Regions from separate parts of the Mus musculus genome. Here region 1 is linked to region 2. A link is a contact called in public HiChIP or PLAC-seq data. All regions are on one chromosome and are shown on one strand. The core of a region is the stretch at or near the end of the contact, and the rest is flanking DNA. Distances in the headings are between cores, read along the strand shown. Region 1 has its middle 18 kb from the start of Gm36301. Region 2 has its middle 9.9 kb from the start of Vgll4.

Evidence for each region. HiChIP or PLAC-seq counts read pairs in DNA pulled down with a chosen protein or histone mark.
Region 1: a FOXA1 HiChIP or PLAC-seq map of pancreatic cancer cells shows a contact between it and region 2. The contact joins two enhancer-like sites. A contact is called at or near these places in 2 of 115 datasets of contacts at active chromatin or transcription factors (embryonic forebrain and pancreatic cancer cells).

Annotation. Positions count from the first base shown.
Region 1 is chr6:115,499,504-115,502,939 of GRCm38.p6, forward strand. No RefSeq gene overlaps it. Among named protein-coding and RNA genes, the nearest start is that of Gm36301, 18 kb to the right of the region's middle. Within about 2 kb of position 1,773, at least 43 of the 459 cell types and tissues checked have an H3K27ac peak or open chromatin away from gene starts, as enhancers often do. A contact at or near this core is called in pancreatic cancer cells, where this site is marked.
Region 2 is chr6:114,930,135-114,933,405 of GRCm38.p6, forward strand. It overlaps a transcript of Vgll4 not described here. Among named protein-coding and RNA genes, the nearest start is that of Vgll4, 9.9 kb to the left of the region's middle. Within about 2 kb of position 1,792, at least 123 of the 459 cell types and tissues checked have an H3K27ac peak or open chromatin away from gene starts, as enhancers often do. A contact at or near this core is called in pancreatic cancer cells, where this site is marked.

The DNA.
Region 1 (3,436 bases), core at 523-3,022, 570 kb after region 2:
GACATCCCAAAATTTCAGGCCTCCCAGGGAGGCAGGCCAGAGGACAGAACTCTGGCTGTCCATCAGAGGCCCACGTCCTTCGCTGCCTGAGCATGTGTTCTCAACTCAGAGCCACCCAGGCCTGGGCCAGGCTGCAGCCTGCGCTCATTAAGGGCCTGGGGCCGCTCCAACCTGAGTGAGTTGGCTGCCTCCAAGGGCAGGGGAGGGGACACCGGATGGCTGGTTGGTTCCCACCCGAAGCCAAACTGCTTAGAGAAGGGCGTTGTGCTGAGTCAGTTGCTGGCAGCTCGGCCTGGGGTCCCTGGCCACCCTGCCTGCCAGATGGGCCAGCTCCAGGCAGGCCTCTGAGGAGCCCACGTTATGCCTCCAAGGAGCCCGTGTTATCGACGACGCTGCCGCTGCTGCCACAGTGGTGGGCAACATGCCTTGGAAAAGCTGCACTATGGCCAGGCCTCCCAGGGCTCCCGGGGTGGGACAGCTGCTGATGAAGGGGGACTATTTTTTTTTAAGGAGCTGCCTCCTACTGACAAGATGCTAGCCAAGGTTTTCTCCTTGCTCTGTTGCCTGATGAGGGTGACTATTCTCTCAAACACCACGCGCAGTCTTTGCTCCTCAACTGCCTTCCACCTCCTGAGTCCTGGCTCAAGCTTAGCAAGGCAGTGTTTTGGGGTCAGGACACAGCCAGGAGCACACGGCAAGGGTATCTAAGGCAGAGGAGCCCCTAACGCAGAGGTCACATGCAGAGTGAAGGCAGGGCTCAGAGAAGCCAGCAGAGGACGGGGATCAAGGAGTGCTGGGAGGTGAGGGAGGACCGCAGACCTCCAAGACGCTTCAGCCTTGCAGGGGCTTCTGGGCAGAGAGATGCTAAAGCCAGAAGCAGGGCCCGGAGAAGGTCAGAAAGGAAACAGTCTGCGGAGGCACCGCCCAGGGAGACAGGTGGCAATGAATGTGTAGGACATGCCAGGAAGAAAACCAACACACAGGCCTGGGCTCCAGCCCCGAAAGCCACGGATGCGGGGGACAGATGTGTAAGACAGCACAGTATCTGCATAGGACCACCGTACACCCTTCTGTAAGTTCAAAACTATGTCTGAGTTAAAATACTCAACCCAGCAAAGGTGCTGTGTAAACAGGTGCCACATCGGTTTGGGAAACAATGACCCAAGTCTGCCCACGCTTAATACAGACACAATTTTCCCTAATATTATATGCAAAATTGTTTGAGTTCACTTATGTGGAAACCATGGATACTAAGAGTTGACTATCATTTTTTTTATTTTGTTGTTGTTGTTGTTTTTAAGTTTCAAAATCACACTTAAATTGTCCTTTGAAAGCCAAATATGTCTCACTTGAGTCCAAGGACTTCCAAAAAGAAAAGCTCTTCCCAAAATGGGGTGTTCCCTTCCTCTTATGGCTTCATATGCCCCTAGGACAGGGCTGTGCACCCCACTCTAAGAAACACGAGCCCTATCGGCCTTTAAAGAAAAGACTTGAGTTGCTGAATGTCACACGGGTGAGAGTCTCTTCTAGCCAAGCACAGCTACCATTAAAGAGCAGAGCTTGGGGAGAGGAAGGTGGGGGGTGGGGGGTGGGGGTGACCTGAGGTCAGCAGAAGCAGGACAAGGAAAAAGGAGAGCCCAGTGTCAGTAAATATTCACTGGCCTTGCCTGTCCCCAGCTCTCCTCAGCCTCTAGGGACACAGAGATAAGGCTGGTGTGACTCAGGCCACCAAGGAACTCACTTTCATGGAGATAAACACAGAAGCTGGCAGCCACAGGACAGCCTGGCAAGCAGAGGAAGCCAGAGGGCTGGAGGCAGGGTGGGTGAGGCCGGATGACCTTGGGCAGGACTTCTGGAACCTTCCTGGGACTCTTCTTATGTAGCTTAAGGAATGCACAGCTACCCCCGGGGGTCACAGTGAGGAGGCACGGAGGTAAAGCAGGGCCAGCACTGCCCACTCTGCTCCCCACCCCCACCCCAAGGGTTAGTGCTGGGGACAGATTGCAAGTGAAGATAACCTCATCTTCCAGCTGGTGTCAGCTGCCACCTAATATCAGAAGGGATTATTTGAAATTTCCCAGGCAGGCTGAGCTATGGGCTTTCCAGTCCCGTGAAAGTGGGGAAGAAAGTCAACTTGGCTTCACAGAGGAGGTGACATTGGAGACCAAGTCTCAAAGGAGGATTTATGAAACAAGAAAGAAAGAAACGCTAGGTGAGGGGCTCGTGTGCAAAGGCATATGGGGAAAGCAGTGTTTCTGTTTCACTAAGCCTAGGGCACTTGGAAGAAGCGAGTCAGAGCAGCAGAACAAAATCAATCAGGCTAAGAGAGCTCGGCAAACCAGACCAGTGAGGCTGGAGCTCATCCTAGGGAGAGTGGGAAGCCATAGAAGACCTTCAGCAGCTATGCTTGCTTTCCTGAGAAAGTCACATCTGTAAAGGGAAAGGTTTGTTCTGGCTCAGGTTCAGGGCTTTCAAATCCATGGCTGGTTGGTCACATTGCTTGGGGCTGTGATGAGGTTGTGCACAGTGGTGGCTATATTGCAAACCAGAAAACAATGAGAGGAGCAAGCTGAGGCCCTATCTATAGTCCCCTCAGGAATACACATGATGACCTAAGGCCTCCAAGGTCCTGCTTCTCAAAGTTCCCCTGTCGTCCTCCTTGAGCCATCACCCTGGAAACCAGACCTTAACACGTGAGGCTTTGGGGGAACATCCGAGATCCGACCTTCCAAGCTAGAAAGTAGCATAGCTGATACTCGACTTGAGATCCCTTGGCCAGCCACTGGGAAGACAAGGGTGATGGGAAGACCACAAGTGGTAGCAGCGGTGGGAGGGGATGGCTTTGGTCATAGAAACAGAGGGAACAGACAGATGTGGGAACAGTCTTGGGGAGTGCAGAAGACAATGATCAAGTTTTGACTTGGTCACACAAGCTGTGTGGTGGTGCTTCACCTCCTGGGAAAAGATTACCTGCAGGACCCCAGGTCAGGTGTCTAAATCGCTATGGGATGCAATGGGAATCTGGATCTTCAGGGTGCGATGAGCTGGAAGATACAGGAGGGTCATGGGAGAAAGTACTGCCAACCACGCATCAACCACAGTAAAGGGCAGTAGAGGAGCCATCTTGACTCTCCAGGCCCCATCTCCCCCACTGAAGTCGACAGGCAGCTTGACACATTTTTTTTTTCTTATTTTCTTTTTATCCCTGAAAAGATTCTCCAAATATTTATCAGGCACTATTTTTGTGCTGGGGCCATTGGAGAAGTTACTCCCAACCAGCTGCCAGTTCTTAAGTCATCCCAGACAGAGACATGTGTCAACCCATTTCAACAGTGAGGACTGTATCCATTTCAAAGTTCTTCAAAGGCATGTAAGCAATGACGCTAAGACTGGAACTTAGTCTTCTGGATCGGTAACACTGACAACCCTTCAAATT
Region 2 (3,271 bases), core at 542-3,041:
AGAACCCCGCCCCCCAATCATGCAGGGCTACCTAGGGCCAGACCGGTGAATTCAGAGCTAGGGCTTCTTGCACAATGGTTTCCTCATGTTCCATAAAGGATGCCAAGTCTGTTAGGGTGATAGGCCTGCCCTGCCCCCAGCCCCAAAGAACTGCAAACAGAACCAGCCATAAAAAAGGGGGAGAAAAGAGCGGGAACAAAGGTCTTGCCACTGCCCGTTTAACGGCTTCCTTAACACCCAGGTGGCGTTAACCCTCAGGTTGATTGCTCAGAAAAATGTAAGATTACTGCTCCGAAAAGCTGCCAGCTATCCAGGACTCATATGGATCACCCATCTGTCACTTAAGTAGACAGTAGTAATGGAAGATACACCTCCCTTCATGACTTCCTTCTGGCACAGCCTCTCCTCCTCTCTCTACTCCTCTGAAAAGTCCCCTGTAGACTCGGGTACAGAACAGCAGGTTCCCTCCCATTGGCACCCTACCTGCACCTGTCTAAAACCCAAATTCTGGGAACTCCTCTTTCTCCTGAGCCTCTTGTCCCCACCAGCACCCAGGTGGGATCCCGACACACAACGCTGGTGCATAGAACAGCGGTGTCCGCCACCTTCTGCTGGGTTACATAGTTTTTCTTACCACAGGAGCACGTTAGCACTCTGCTCTCCTTACAAACCAAGAAAGACAGAGAGAAAAACAGACAGGCCAAGAGACAGTGCCAAGAGAGTATTGATCATAGCAGACACAGGATGCTGGCTTGCACTCCTGGTAGGTTAGCTCTGCAGCCATAGTTTGCCGTCAGCTGCAAGTTCTGTGTCCTTCTGAAGGGCACACCGAGTGACACATGGCTACCTGGGATGAAGGACTGGTTGCACACATATCTGGATGAGGCCAGTCCCGGGAACAGTGGCCATAAGGGACTTCACTAACCCAAGTTTCAGGGAAGATCCTGTTAGTTGTGAATGTCTCTACCGTCCACTCTGTCTGAAATGGTTTCTCTAGGATCCCAGCTACAGTGTCCCTGTATAAGCATTCCCATTGTACCCAATGCCCAAGAAAACGATAACCCCAATGCTTCCAATTCACATTACACCCAGATAAAAGCTCCCCCCACCCCCTCTTCTGTAAAGCACGTGGTAAGGAAGGGGGGAGAGAAAGCTCTGCCTGTGTGGGCAAGCTCAGGGCATCCCCTCCCCAAAGCGGTAACCAAGCCGCCAAATTTAGACACAGCTGCCACCGAAGCCCTAGGTTACAGTTTCTAGCTTGGCTCTGGAAACACCAAGAAGGGGGTTACCCTCCCCCACCCCCGTGTCCTCCCAGGGAAGGCTGACACATACAGCAACCATTTCCCTCCAATCGCTGAGCCAGGAGCACCCTTCCACACCCTCGGCAGATCACGGCTGCGTGCCTGCTTTCAGTAGCATGACTAATTAAGACGAAAATAAAAACAAAAACGGGTGCCAGTTCAATATGCCAGGAAGGCCGCGGAGAACGAGAAGGCGGGAATTCGGTCTGGATCTTTCACTTTATTGGCCTGGCGTGTGGCCAAGGACTCTTCATCAAAGAGAAAACTCGAGTCCCTCCGTTTCCCCCTTATGAATGCACATTTAATGTTCAACAAGAAAGTGAGCTTGGGTGAGCAAGGTGGTCAAAGTACCCTCATGAAATGTGCAACAGCCTGCTGTGTACATGAACGTAGCTTAAAAGTTCAAAGTCGGGCAAACACCTAGTCTATTAGGTGTTCTATCAGACAGGAGGAGGTAGCTGAGTCCAGCAGCAAGATCACAGCACGCGGACACCTGACCCTGCCTGCATGCCTTGGTCACAAACTCACCCTAAACAGGATCAAGCTACACACGAGACTCTGGACCGTACTAAGCCTAGGGCACAGACAATTTTCATGTTTTCAAGGGCTGTGTGCCGACTTTGGTGTCCCGAAGCACGGCAGGGAAGACATGACAGGGTTAGGGCCTGTGGACAGAGAGAAGCTGCCTCCACTCTGGCTCTGCAGAGCGAGAGAAGAAAATTCCCACCTCACTGGCCTGGAAGCTTTTAGGGTCTGGACAGAAAGAATGCAAAGCCTGTGTTACAAGAACTACAAACACACACTAAAGGGCCAGGGAGGGAGAAGGCCTACTTTGTGCAGGGACTTGGGTGTGGATTTCATAAATAAAATGGCACTTGTCCAAGACCTTAACAGACTTGCAGAGCGGGTTAAGGAGCACGTCTTTGGAGATGGAGCGCCTCATCAATGAAGCACGTATGCTAACTCACAGTCCTCTCCCAGGAAGCTGGGTGAGTGGGTTAGCAAGCATTACTGAGAACCCAGGGCTGGTGGCAGACACACAGACAGCCTGGACTACAGAGACCTCATCTCAATAAAAGCCACAGAGGGGGGCTGAAGAGAAGGCTTGTGGTTAAGAGCATACATGTCCTGAGTTCAATTCCCAGCAACCACATCATGGCTCACAACCATCTGTGACAGGATTTGATTTCCTCTTCTGGTATGCATGAAGACAGAACACGTGTGTGTGTGTGTGTGTGTGTGTGTGTGTGTGTGTGTGTGTGTGTGTGTGTGTGTGGTTACTGAAAGCACAAAGGTAGCCCCAAAGGTCCAGTGCTGGAGGTGAGAATGAATGGACCCTATGAGGATATGGGCTCAGGTATGTAACATCCTCCCTCCAGCTCTAGAAAATGAAGATAATACCTGACTAGGCCATTCTCCCTTGATGCCACCAGTGTTTCACAGCATCTAAAACAACCTGCTGTAACCCTGAAGGTTTTAACTCCCAGGTAGCAAGCTGGGGTCCCGGCCAGGCTGTTTGCCCCAAAGTACTGCCCGCCCAGTGTTGATGGCAGCAGACCCCACAATGCCAGGCACCCTGCTCTCTACTCCTGCCTGTCACTCTCAGGCCACTTCCCTCAGTGCCTCAGTATGCTCTCCTGCAACTGTTCACACTAGTTTCAAATTCTGAGTTAACCATGCAGGTGTCTGCATGTCTCCATCTCAGAGGGTCCTTCTGTGCAACTGCTATTTTTAGCTAGTTATTTAGTTAGTTAGTTATGTATTTATTAAAGAGGAAGCGTAGGGCTGAAGAGATGACTCAGTTAAGAGCAATTGTTGCGCTTGGGGAAGACCTGGGTTTGGTTCTCAGAACCCACATGGCAGCTCACAACTGTGTGTAACTCCAGTTCTAGGGGATGTGACACTCTCTTCTAACCTCCTCAGACACCAGACACACGTGTGGTGCACACACATACACGGAGGCAAAATAC